Linked DNA regions of Sus scrofa: region 2 is linked to region 1. A link is a contact called in public HiChIP or PLAC-seq data. All regions are on one chromosome and are shown on one strand. Each heading gives the region's core, a stretch centred on a gene start, on an enhancer-like site or on the middle of the called end of the contact. The rest is flanking DNA. Distances are from core to core; before and after follow the strand shown. Region 1 overlaps PUM2 (pumilio homolog 2). Region 2 has its middle 28 kb from the start of LAPTM4A.

Region 1 (6,782 bases), core at 3,545-6,044:
ATATTAAGATGTAGAACTTGGTGTAACTGAGAAGTGTAGGACACATTTAGACCAAGATTCCTTTTCAGATAATCAAGGGTTCCTCCAATATATCTATCTATATAACATTTATATGTATTTATGGGTGTAACAGTTGTCCCTCAGTATCTGCAGAGCATCGGTTCCAGATGCCTCCTCAGTCCAGTACCAAAATCTGAGGGTGTTCAAATCCTTTGTGTGAAATGATACAGTATTTGCATATAATCTCTGTGTACTAGGGTATAACTAAATCACCTCCAGATTACTTATCTCTAGATTACTTATAATACTTAATACAATGTAAATGCTATGTAAATGGTTGCCAGCCCTCAGGGAATTTAATTTTTCTTTTCGGATCTTTTTTTTTTTTTAATATTTTTTATTTCTGGTTGGTGAAACCTGCACATGTGTGGAATCCATGAATATAGATGGCTGACTTGAGTATCCTGTGTGATAAAAGAATATTTTGATCTCAAACTAGGTTTTGCTTTAAATCTGTAATGGTATGGCTAAGGATATTTACTCTAGTAGGTATTGGATATGCATGTAAATTGGTTTATATGTTATTAAACCCACAATTAAATTATTGCTTTAAATAGCCATATGTATTTTGAAGAAATTAAGGGGGAAAAATAGTCCTTTGTACTTCTGGTGCTTTCTGATCTGAGCTTCTGTCTGGTATCATTTGTCTTTAGCCTAAGAATTTTTTCTTTAATTTTTAATTTTTTTATTAAAGTATATTTACTTTACAATGTTGTGCCAATTTCTGCTATATAGCAAAGTGGCCCAGTCATTCATGTATATACATTCCCTTTCTTGCATCATCTTCCATGGTGGTCTATCCCAACAGACTGGAGGCGTCCATCCCACTCCCTCCCTCCACCTCTCTGTTCTCTGTGAGTCTATTTCTGTTTTGTAAATAGATTTACTTGTACCATATTTTATTTTATTATTTTATTATTTTTTTTTATTTTTTTGCCTTTTCTAGGGCATTTCCTTCGGCATATGGAGGTTCCCAGGCTAGGGGTCCAATCGGAGCTGTAGCCACCAGCCTACACCAGAGCCATAGCAACTCGGGATCTGAGCCACGTCAGCGACCTACACCACAGCTCACGGCAATGCGGATCCTTAAGCCACTGAGCAAGGCCGGGATTCGATCCCACAACCTCACTGTTCTTAGTTGGGATTTCGTTAACCACTGAGCCACAACGGGAACCCCCTACGATATTTTAGATTCCACAGATAAGTGGTCTCATATGGTATTTGTCTCTTCCTGACTTCACTTAGTATGAGAATCTCTAGTTTGCATCCATGTTGCTGCATCTTTTTTTTTTTTTTTTTTTTTTTTTTGGTCTTTTTAGGGCCATATGCATAGCATATGTAAGTTCCTAGGCTGGGGGTTGAATTGGAGCTGCTGCTGCCAACCTACGCCAGAGCCACAGCAATGTGGGATCCAAGCTGAGTCTTCGACCCACACCGCAGCTCACGGCAATGCCAGATCCTTAACCCACCGAGCAAGGCCAGGGATTGAACCTGCAACCCCATGATTCCTAGTCGGATTTTTTAACCACTGCGCCACAACAGGAACTTCCCCTTTTTGTAATGTTTTTCCTTGAGCTGTTTTCAGGATTTTCTCTTTGGTTTTCAGCTCTTTCATTATGATATGTGGGGTTTTGGTTTTGTTTTTCCTTTTTTATCTTGCCTGGGGTTCACTGAGCATCTTGAACCTGTAAATCTTGCTTTCATCAAGTTAAGGGGAATTTCTGGCCATTGTTTCTTCAGATAATTTTTCTACCTCATTCTTTCTCTTTCCTTCCCTCCACTAACTTTTCTAGCAAGTTAAGAGAAAAGAATAGCTTATTTGCTATCCATATATCGTGGGGGCGGGGGTTGGCCACCCTGTGACATACGGACTTCCCAGGGATCAGATCAGATTGGAAATCAGTATTGGTCTGTGTTCAGATTTGTTTTACCTCCAACTTACTGTTAAATGCATCCGGTGGGAATTTTTAAAGATATTTTTCAGTTTTAGAACTCTGTTATTTATAGTTTTGCTTTTTTTCCTTGCTGAAATTTTTATTTTTTTCACTTTTTAGCAAGTTTTTCCTTTCATCTTTGAGCACAGTTATAATAGCTGCTTGAAGATCTTTGCTACTTCTAACCTGGGTCATCTTGGGATTGGTCTTTTATTCATTGATTTTTTTTTCCCCCTTTAATCTAGGTCAGACTTTCCTGTTTCCACATGTCTGGTAATTTCAATTGTGTTCCAGTCTTTATTATTAATACATTGAAAATACTCTATAGATTCTGTTTATGTTCCTATGGGGAATATTATTTCTTTTGTTTGTTTTTTGTTCTCATGGAACTCAAACTCCAAATTCCTGTAACTTTTGTGGAGGTCAGCTGCAGACATTTCTACTTAGTCCTTTTAGCCATAATTGGGCCGCTTGGAGTCAACCCCACATGTATACAGTTCATGGATTGTTTAAAAATCTGAGCAGAATTTAGTATAGAATTTATGTACAGTTTGTTTTCCATTGCCTTCATTTTATATTTTGTCCCAAGTTTATGGTTACCTGCAGGAGGGTTTGGTCTGATAGGAACTACTTCTCCAATTACAAGGAAATGTATGAGATTGACTAGAACAGTAACTATATACTTTAATTCATTTTTTTCTCTACAAAATCTTTCACATTGAAGTTGCTTAGTAAAAGCTTACCGAATTAATGGAAAGATGAATGTTCCCTCACTTTGTGAGAATTGTTAATGAATCCAGCTTTTCTAGCAAGTTAAGAGAAAAGAATAGCTTATTTACTATCCATATATCTTCCATATATCTTGGGGGGGTGTTTTTTGGCCACCCTGCTACATATGGACTTCCCAGGGATCAGATCTGAGCTGTAGTGGCCAGCCACCTAAGCTGCAGTTGCAGCAATGCTGGATACTTACTAACCCACTGTGCTGGGCAGGGGATTGAACCCATGGGTTCTCCTGTGTATCTTTTTTGATGTAGTATTTGTTTAGACCTTTGGCCCATTTTTAAAGTGGGTTGATTATTCTCTTATTGTTTTTAAGAGCTTTTGATATATTCTAGGTACAAATCCTGTATCTGATGTGATTTACAAATACTTTTCTCCTGTGGTTTGCCTTTCCTTTCTCTTATCAGTATCTTTTGTAGAGCTTGTTTTTGTTATTAAAGTCAAATTTTTAGACTTCAGTTTTTCTTTATGGACTCTGCTTTTGATGTTGATTAAGAAACTCATTACTGGAGTTCCCATCGTGGCTCAGTGGAAACGAATCCGACTAGGAACCATGAGGTTGCGGGTTTGATCCCTGGCCTCACTCCGTGGGTTAAGGATCTGGTGTTGCCATGAGCTGTGGTGTAGGTTGTAGATGTGGCTCGGATCTGACGTTGCTGTGGCTGTGGTGTAGGCCAGCAGTTGTAGCTCTGATTAGAACCCCTAGCCCAGGAACCTCCATATGCCGCTGGTGCCACCCTAAAAAAAGGCAAAAAATAACAATAAAAAAAATAAACTCATTACCAAATTAGTTCCCTGGTAGCCTAGCAGTAAGGATTCGGCTTTGTCACTGCCATGACTTGAGAACTTTTACATGCTAAGGGCATGGCCAAAAAAAAAACGACCCTCATTACTAAACACAAAGTCACACAAAACTTTTCTGTTTTTTTTAGGTTGATAATGTTGAGTACCTTTATCTGTATGATGAATTTGAGTTAATTTTTATATCAAGGTGTGTATTGAGGTTCTTTTTTTGCATATGGACATCTAATTGTTCAGGTACCATTTGATGAAACAGTTGAAGAGTTCTTTCCTTTCTTTTCCTTTCCTCCCCTCCCCCCTTTTTTGGCTGTACCTGTGGCATGTGGAAGTTCCCAGGCCAGAGATTAAACCATAACACAGCAGTGACAACATTGTGTCTTTAACCTGATGAGCTACCAGGGAACTCCCAAGAGCTTTTTCTAATAGCTATTTTTTTAATGTTTATTTACCCAGCACTGTTTAAGTGTTTTATGTTATATAATTCAGTTTTCATGGCATATCATGTGGAAGCTGCTACTGCTATCTTCCCATGAGGAAATAGAGGAAAAATAATGTAGGTTAGTTGTCCAGAGTTATAGAACTACTAGCTACCAGAATTATAATTTGAATACAATTCTGTCCTCCTGAAGCCACATTAAGGAGTTTGAACTTTGAGTCAAGGATTAAAATACAGGAATCATATGACCAGAGTACAGTTTAGGAAAGAGATGTGTTACATTTTGGAAATTAGATTGTAGGATGGGGAGATAGAGGATTGCAGTATTTTAGGTTAGAGATGATGGTGGTCTGATCAACCAAACAAGTGGAAAATGGATAGATTTGAGAGGTAGGAGGTTGACATAAGAAAGGGAAGAATTAAGTTATAAGTGGACAATAAAAAAGAGTAAGGTTGAAATTTCCTGTGGTATCTTCAGGGAATGTGAGGAAGGCGATAATCGGAAATTTGAAGAGGAGAGAGATTTGGTTTATAAATACAAATGTGGGCGTGAGGTCCTAAGCATTATGCAGTCCTCAAAGCACTGGGGAATGAATGAGATTTCTTGGGATAAATGATGGTATTCTAAGAAACACTAGCATTTAAGATTTGAGTGGAAGATAGGAGTAAGTGAAGAAGCAACTAGACACATAGGAGAGTAAAAAGAATTGTAAGAGAAAGCCTAGCTAACTGAGCAATATTACAGGAAGGGAGGAGTGCTTTGTAGTATCAAGTATTATGCAACTGGAGAGAGAAGGAGAGAGGGGGGGAAGGATAGAGAACTGACTGGGGAAGAGAATAAATGGGATTATATGGTAAGGTCCCTGAATTTGAAGGCAGTGAATTTAGTGGCTTCGTTTTTTTTGTTTTGTTTTGTTTTGTCTTTTTGCCTTTTCTTGAGCCCCTTCCGCGGCATATGGAGGTTCCCAGGCTAGGGGTCTAATCCGAGCTGTAGCTATCGGCCTACTCCAGAGCCACAGCAACGTGGGATCCAAGCTGCATCTGCAACCTTCACAGCAGTGCACAGCAACACTGGATCCTTAACCCACTGAGCAAGGCCAGGGATCGAACCCACAACGTCCTGGTTCCTAGTCAGATTCATTAACCACTGCGCCACGACGGGAACTCCTAGTGGCTTCAGTTTTGAATGGTTTTCTCCAGCAGTACTTAACACTAGGAGGCAAAGAGCCTCTCACTCAAGAAGGTATTAATTGTCATATGAAAGGTAAAAAGCAATTTAAACTGTTAGAAATGCTTAGAAAAATCTGCTTTAGTTTGAGAAGGGAAAAGGATTATTCTTCTTTTTAATTGGAATATGATTGATTTGCAGTATTAATTTCAGGTGTACAGCATAGTGATTCATTATTTTTACAGATTTAACTCCATTGAAAGTTATTACAAAATAATGGCTATAATTCTCTGTGTTATAAGTACAGTGTATCCTTGTTGCTTACCTATTTTATACATGGTAGTTTGTATTTCTTTTTTTAAATTACTCAATGAATTTTATTACATTTATAGTTGTACAGTGATCATCACAACCAAATTTTATAGCATTTTTATCCCAAACCCCCAGCACATCCCCTGCCCCCTCAACCTGTCTTATTTGGAAACCACAAGTTTTTCAAAGTCTGTGAGTCATTATCTGTTCTGCAAAGAAGTTCACTGTATCCTTTTTTTGATTCTGCATGTAAATGATAGCAGTTGATGTTTATATCTAACTGTCTGACTGATTTCACTTAGCATGATAATTTCTTTTTTCAATTTTAATTATTTTTATTTTTTTCTATTATAGCTTGTTTACAGTGTTCTGTCAGTTTTCTACTGTACAGCAAGGTGACCCAGTCACACATACATATATATATACATTCTTTTTTCTCACATTATCATGCTCCATCATAAGTGACTAGATATAGTTCCCAGTGCTATACAGCAGGATCTCATTGCTTATCCATTCCAAAGGCAATAGTTTGCATCTATTAACCCCAAGTTCCCAGTCCATCTCACTTCCTCGCCTTCCTCCTCGACAACCACAAGTCTGTGCTCCAAGTGTATGATTTTCTTTTCAGTGGAAAGGTTCATTTGTGTCGTATATTAGATTCCAGATATAAGTGATATATGGTATTTGTCTTTCTCTTTCTAACTTACTTCACTTAGTATGAGAGTCTCTAGTTCTATCCATGTTGCTGCAAATGGAATTATGTCGTTCTTTTGTATGGCTGAGTAGTATTCCATTATGTACGTACCACATCTTCTTTATCCACTCCTCTGTTGATAGACATTTAGGTTGTTTCCATGTCTTGGCTAAATAAAATGGCAATAAGAACATACATATCAATAATTACCTTACATGTGGATGGACTAAATGTCCCAACCAAAAGACATAGACTGGATGAATGGATACAAAAACAAGATCCATATATATGTTGTCTTCCAAACTGAAAGTGAGAGGATTGAAGAAAATATTCCATAAAAATGGGAATCAAAAGAAAGCTGGAGTAGCAATACTCATATCAGACAAAATAGACCTTAAAAGAAAGAATGTTATAAAAGACAAAGGACATTACATAAATGATCAAAGAAAGGATCAATCCAAGAAGATACAGCAATTGTAAATATATATGCACCCAACATAAGATCACCTCAATATATAAGGCAACTGCTAACAACCTTAAAAGGAGAAATTGACAATAACACAATAATGACAGGGGACTTTAATACCCCACTTA
Region 2 (7,006 bases), core at 4,338-6,837, 250 kb after region 1:
GGACAAGAGTGAAATTCCGCAGGGGAGCCAGACGCGCAGAAAAGAGAATGCGGGATGGGGTGGGAGGGGGGGTACGCTGGTGAAACACCCTGACTAGAGGACATTTCTAAAACCCAGAAAAGCTTCTGTGATAATCTACATGGGAAAGGAATCTGAAAAAGAATGAATGTGTGTCCATGTATAACTGAATCTCTTTGTTGTACAGAAATTATCACAACCTTGTAAATCAACATGCTTTTTTTTTTTTTTTTTTTTTTTTTTTGGTCTTTTTAGGGCCACACCTGCAGCATATGGAGGGTCCCAGGCCAGGGGTCTAATCGGAGCTATAGCTGCCGGCCTACGCCACAGCCATGCCAGATCTGAGCCGCATCTGCAACCTACATCACAGCTCACGGCAACACCAGATCCTTAACCCACTGAGCGAGGCCAGGGATCGAACCTGCAACCTCATGGTTCCTAGTCAGATTCATTTCTGCTGCACCACAATGGGAACTCCCTCAACGATGCTTTGATAAAATTTTTAAAAATATAAAAATCCAGAACAGCCTAAACAAGAGAGTTGAGGTCACCCATAATCATCTCAATATTGATGTCCAAGACTCAGAAATTTTTTTTTCTTTCTTTCTTCTTCTTATTCTTTTTCTTTTTTAAGCTGCACTCGCAGCAAATGGAAGTTCTGGGGACAGGGATGAAACCTACACCACAGCAGCAACCCAAGGCGCTGTGGTGACCACACTGGATCCTTAACCTGCTGTGCCACAAAGAAACTCCCAGACCTCCTGCAACTTTTAAAAAAGAGACAGAGACCACATCCTTGCTAACAGATAATTGCATAATGTTGTTTTGAAGTAAAATAATTGTTTCCAAAAAAGCAATTCAAAAAATTTTATACAAGCCATACCATCAGCAAGCATAAATTAATAGTTGATATAAATAAATATATATTGTCAATAAACTCTGTGCATTTAACTCCTCCCCAGGCTGGTGGTCTGCTGTGTGTGTGGTGCAGCAGGCCACTCAAAGTGGAGACGGGTCTGGGGGTGGGTAAGATGAATGGGCAGATGCTTTGAAACTCATCCAGGGACCCCCATGTTAAGAAAGGCAAAAGCTAGGAGTTCCTGTTGTGGCTCAGTGGGGTAAGAACCTAACTAGTATCCACGAGGTTTCAGGTTTGATCCCCGGCCTTCCTCAGTGGGTTAAGGATCTGATGTTGCCATGAGCTGTGGTGTAGGTCATAGATGTGGCTTGGATCTGACCCCTGGCCCGGGGAACTTCCTTCCATATGCTACAGGTATGGACCTAAAAAGAAAAACCAAACCAAACCAAAACCAAAACCAAAAAAAAAGCTTCAGCGTAGGTAAGAAAAGCAAAGGCTAGAGAAAACTCTTTCTCCCTCGGAAAAAGCACCATAAAAATCGTTTAAATCAACAAGTCCTTGTAAGAAAATAAATAAATAAATAAAAACCGTGTTTGGTAATCTTGGTTTTCATTACAAAATTAAACTTTATGTTGCAAAGTTCATCTTGTTTAAATGCTATCACATCCCAGAAATGGTGAGGAAAGCAAGAGTTTAAACATCCTTCAGAAAAGTCCTCATTCTACCAGGACAGGACACCGATCCCTGATCCTGTGTGACTGCCAGCTGCAATAAAAATTTCTTTCACCAGAGGAAAATCAGCAACAATTTAGTGAAAGAAAATGTAAGCAAACCCAGGTTATCTGATTGCAAAGTCTGTGTTTTTGTTTTTTTTCTCCCCATTATACCACAAGTACCAAATTAGGCAGATCTTTAGTTATTTAATAACTATGATTACATTGTTGAACTATAATCAAAGGATACAATTTAAGAGAAAATCGGTGTGTTTATATTCCCAGCAATTTCTCAGGGAACCCTTAGAACAGGAACTTTTACTCTGGGTTGGGGAAAAGGAACACAGAGACGGCAGCAAGTCTGTAGGACAGAGCCTGTGATGAAACGGAGGGAGCCGTAGCTCCCTGTCCAAGTGCAGGCCGCACAGCCATGGCTGGCTTCCTGGCAGAGACTGGTTGTGATAGCGACGGAGTAGGCACAGGTGGCTGTGGCAGTCCCAATAAAGGATCATAGATGGAGAGGGAAACCTAGGGGACTTGGGGGGATCACCCTAAGTTCATAAGTGCTCAAGAAAGCCATCAGCACAAGGCAGGCTTGCTAGACGCGCGGAGGCGTGAGATTGACCTCAGGTCTTTGGGTGGGGGATGGAGTGAGGCCTGCATTCAGGTTCGGGACGGAGACCAGTGTAAGGCTTGTCCTTCAGCTGATTTGAACACATACCTTACCGATACCAAGGAGGAGCTACGATTCCCAAAAAGGAAGAAGCTGTCTTCCCACCCCTGCTCCTCTTGAAGGATCAAACTGTAGCCCACCTGATCCCTGGGGCAGAGCCTTCTTGTCTGCCTGCTTGCATCTCTCATAAGCGTCCTAGCTTAATAAATCTATTTCTTGCCTATCACCTTGTCTCTTGCTGAATTCCTTCTGTGCGGAGGCGTAACGAACCTGAACCTCAGTGAGTCCAGACACCGGGGGAGTAATTCTAATTTAAAACCACAGATTCAAGTCCCAATCCGGGTTTAGAGTGGGTTCAAGTCCCAGTCTGGTTTCTGGCTAGGTTCAGGCCATTAGTACTCTCAGTCTCGGTTGGACCTTAAAGACCAGGGAGGGAGTCCCTGTTGTGGCTCAGCTGGTTAAGAACCCAACTAGTATCCATAAGGACACGGGTTTGATCCCTGGTCCTGCTCAGTGGGATAAGGATCCGGCGTTGCCGTGAGCTGTGGTGTAGGTCACAGACATGGCTCGGATCTTTCATTGCTATAACTGTGGCTGTGGCCGGCAGCTGCATCTCTGATTTGACTTCTAGTCTGGGAACCTGGCCCTAAAAAGCAAAAAAAAAAAAAAAAAAAAAGAAAAGGAAAGAAATGCCTTCTTTAAGTTTGTCTTTTCCCCTGGCCAAGACTTTCCTGTCTGGCCCCTAAGTGGGTGAGACTGTTCGGAGCAAAGGGTAGGTCTCAGGGATTAAAGGGGAAAGGGTCTTTTTTTTTTTTTTATCTTTTATTTTTAGTGCCACATCTATGGCATATGGAAATTCCTGGGCTAGGGGTCCAATTGGAGCTACAGCTCCTGGCCTACCCTGAACCAAGCCATGTCTGCCACCTACACTGTCTGCCACCTACACCGAAGATCACACAACATGGGATCCTTAACCCCCTGAGTGGCCAGGAATCAAACCCACATCCTCACGGACACTATGTTGGGTTCTTAACCTGCTGAGTCACATCGCGAATTCCTTGGGGGGAAGACCCCTTAAATGCTAAAGAGATTAAACTTGGTGCTTTAGGCAGTGGGAGCCATGGTAGGTCCTAGACGAGGGGGCGAGTCCTATGTTTAATCGGAACCACCTAAGGGTGCCGTGAGGAGGGGGAGACATCTGTATGTGAGCTGGGCTGGATATTTTCCGTTTGTCTCTCTGCCCATCCATTCTCTGCCCTGCTCTGTGCTGAAGTCCTGCAGAGGGCTGCATCAAGGGAGTCCTTCCTTAAAGCGGGGTGCAGCAGGACTAGGGGTTGGGGAAGGAATGAGATTATTTACTTCTCTCCCCTCCACCCTCTCTGCCCATTCCCTCTGGCCTTGCTGAGCTGGGGGCTGGGCTGGCTCTGCCTCTGGGGACCTCCCACTCCACCAGGTTCCTGGGGGGCATTTCCCTCCCATCACACTCCCAGCCCAGCTGCCCAACGTAGCTACTTCTTGGATGTCCTTAACTTTGTATTTAAAAAAAAAAAAAAAAAAAAAGGAGTTCCCGTCATGGTGCAGAATCCGACTAGGAAACATGAGGTTGTGAGTTCAATCCCTGGCCTTGCTCAGTGGGTTAAGGATCTGGCATTGCCATGAGCTGTGGTGTAGGTTGCAGACGCAGCTCAGATCCCACGTTGCTGTGGCTCTGGCATAGGCCAGGGGCTATGACTCCGATTCGACCCCTAGCCTGGGAACCTCCACGTGCAGAGGGAGCGGCCCTAGAAAAGGCAAAAAGACAAAAAGACCAAGAAAAAAAAAAAAAAAAAAAAAAAGATGTTCCTTTAGCTTTTCATTTCAGGTACTAACTGCTCCTTGAAAGCTGCAGATCATGGGCCTCACTTCTTGGATCAGGAGAGGCAGGATGTACTATTACTCGCAGCAAGTCACATAGGCAGGATTTATTATTACTTGCAGGGCATTCCCAAATGGCAAAATTAGATACATTTTAAGCCAAGGGTACTTGCATATTCATGAGGGGCTCGGGGCGGCAGGCAGAGCTCAAGCTTAGGTTGCTTGAAAGCCAGGAAAGGCCAACAGCATCATCCCTTAGATTCCCGTTGATCTGGTGGTTGAACATCCAAAAGGGACTTAAATTCAGGACTGGGCTTTAGGCGAGTCTTTACCGTTGAAATAGAACGGAGAGTCTTTACGGCTGATGATTTTGATCTTTGCTATCTTACCTCTCTTGCCTGATATGTTTTTCCCTTTATTCTCTTAAGATCCTTACTGAGGCCTGTTCAAGGATCAGCACCCTGGCCAGGCTTAGATCACAGAATGGCTCAGGCCCCGCCTGGCTTCTCTTCCATCAAGGAAGTGAGGCCTGGGGCGTTCCCCTGGTGGCGCAGCACATTGACGGTTTGGCGTTGTCACTGCAGGGGCCCCAGTCACTGCTGTGGCATGGGTTTGGACTCTGGCCCTGGAACTTCTGCATACCATGGGCACAGCCAAAAAAAGTGGGGGGGGGATGCTTAGTTCTCTTTCTCCAAGGCCCCCCTACCCCATCTGCTTACATAACAAACACTTTTTGAGTATAATGTTATATTAATATTATACTTTAAGTATTCATCCTAAAAAAAAATTATTCATTGTTTAAATGAAATTCAGATTTAACTGGGCATCCTGTGTTTTTATGTGCTAAATCTGGCAACCCCACTGAAATCCCCCTAATCCTGCCCACAGGCTGTGCTGGAGCTTTTTTCTTTTCTTTTCTTTTTTTTTTTTTTTTTTGTCTTTTTAGGGCTGTACCCAAGGCATATGGAAGTTCCCAGGCTAGGGGTTGAATCAGAGCTGTAGCTGCTGGCCTGCACCACAGCCACCGCAACACAGGATCCAAGCCGCATCTGTGACCTACACCCCAGCTCATGGCAACGCCAGATCCTCCACCCACCGAGCAAGGCCGGGACCAAACCCCCATCCTCTTGCGTACTAGTCGGGTTTGTTACTGCTGAGGCATGACTGGAACTCCCGCACCGGACGTTTCATCAAACACTTTCAAGAGGTCTTTCATTTCCTACGGTTTCTGACCCACGCCCAAGCCGTCTTGCAGAGGTCCTGGGAGTGGCGGCAGCACAGGCCCTGCTCCTCACTGTGGGCAAGGCTTTGCCAGGCCAGAGCCGACGTGCAGGTGCATGAGGCACACAGGACCCAAGGGACCCTCAGGTCAGTCAAGAAGCTGGTTAGCTGCATGGGCTGGGCCTACTGGGCCGGTGCCTGAGAAAAACAGCCTAACAGACTCAGCCTCCGCAGAGGCCTGCATGTCTGGGAGGAGCCCTTCATGACGACAGAGGAAGCATTTGGCTGGAGGCGGGGGGCAGTCCTGAGCGGTAGATGAGAGCCTGGGCCCTGGTGCTCACGGGCTGGGTGGCCCTCACTGCCCTGAGCTTCAGGCTCCCATGGGTAACCTGCAGATATACTCACCCCCAGGGTCGTTGGGAAGAATTTGTATGTCAAATTTTTGCAATTAGAAGGCATTTCAAAAATAGGAATTACTGAAAGTTCCATTGTGATGTGGTGGGTTAAGGATCCAGCCTTGCTGCAGCTGTGGCACAGGAAGCAGGGGTGGCGTGGATTCGATCCCTGGCCCTGGAACTTCCACATGCGGCAAAAAAAAAAAAAATTATTTGTAAGTGTCCTTTGTTGTATATATCTGTCTCCTCTGTGAGACTGTGGGCCCTTGAGGCCAGGAAGCCTGTCATCTCGGCATCAGCCCAGGGCCTGGCAGAGGGCAGGGCTGGGAAGCATCAAAGGAGCAGGAGTTAGGCTGTCTTCACCAGCTGACAAAGGTCACAGAATTAGCAAGAGAGAGCTCTTTCTCTGAGTTAAGCTTCTGGGAGGGGCAAGCCCTTGATGAGGGGCCAGATCCAGACCTCGAGAAGCCCCGAGTCCTAAGTGTGAAGAACAGCAGAGTCAGCAGAACCCTCTGGGTGATTTTTCTCCAGCTCTCAATCCCACTCCCCCCATCTTTTTTTGTGCATGTGATCCAGCTTTGCTGATGCATTAAGTATAAGCGTTATCTATTTATGACGTGATCCAGGACTGGGAGCTGAGGCTGGGGCATCTCCCTGCTGGATATCTGCCGGGCCCTCCTGCAGCCCTCTGGCACCTTCTGCCCCTCAGGATAGTCAGGACTGCTCCTCCACAGTCTGGCAGAACCAGGGTCACTGCCCACCCACCCATTCTGGGATGTCCTGGGCCAGAAGCCCAGGACTTCTAAGGTGGATTATGAAAGAGGAAGAGGTGAAGGGCAGACACCCCTGCTCCCAGGAGACAGTGGGGCTTCTGAGGACCCTGAGTCGTGGCTGGGCCAGCTGACTCCTGGTTTGACGTCAGGATGGGTGTGGCTCCATCACAGGCCACCCAGCACAGGCCTCGTCTGGGCTTTGCAAAATAAACACCGTCAGCAGCCCTGGCCACACGAAGGCCAGGCCCCTCCCGACTCAGACCTCCAGGCTGCCCAGGCCCACATCTCTCTAACTGCAATGGAGCCAGGTCAGGCCAGGACAGAGGTAAATCAGGGGAGTCCAAGGAGGATGGAACCAACTTGCAGATCAGAAGGGCTGTTCTTCTGCCAGGGGCACACAAGCCAGAGACCCACCCACATTCATATCCCAGGTGCCCTTCCGCAGAGAGGGAGGAGATGGGGCTGGAAAGCTGAGAATAAGCTGCCCAAGTGACATCATC

The links. HiChIP or PLAC-seq counts read pairs in DNA pulled down with a chosen protein or histone mark.
Region 2: an H3K27ac HiChIP or PLAC-seq map of alveolar macrophages shows a contact between it and region 1. The contact joins two enhancer-like sites. A contact is called at or near these places in 1 of 5 promoter capture datasets (liver), 6 of 47 Hi-C or Micro-C datasets (alveolar macrophages, embryonic fibroblasts, heart right ventricle and 2 more) and 1 of 2 datasets of contacts at active chromatin or transcription factors (alveolar macrophages).

Annotation. Positions count from the first base shown.
Region 1 is chr3:117,874,742-117,881,523 of Sscrofa11.1, forward strand. All of the region lies in intron 1 of PUM2 (pumilio homolog 2), which reads left to right. Among named protein-coding and RNA genes, the nearest start is that of PUM2, 20 kb to the left of the region's middle. Within about 2 kb of position 4,795, at least 1 of the 83 cell types and tissues checked has an H3K27ac peak or open chromatin away from gene starts, as enhancers often do. A contact at or near this core is called in alveolar macrophages, where this site is marked.
Region 2 is chr3:118,120,269-118,127,274 of Sscrofa11.1, forward strand. No RefSeq gene overlaps it. Among named protein-coding and RNA genes, the nearest start is that of LAPTM4A, 28 kb to the right of the region's middle. Within about 2 kb of position 5,588, at least 12 of the 83 cell types and tissues checked have an H3K27ac peak or open chromatin away from gene starts, as enhancers often do. A contact at or near this core is called in alveolar macrophages, where this site is marked.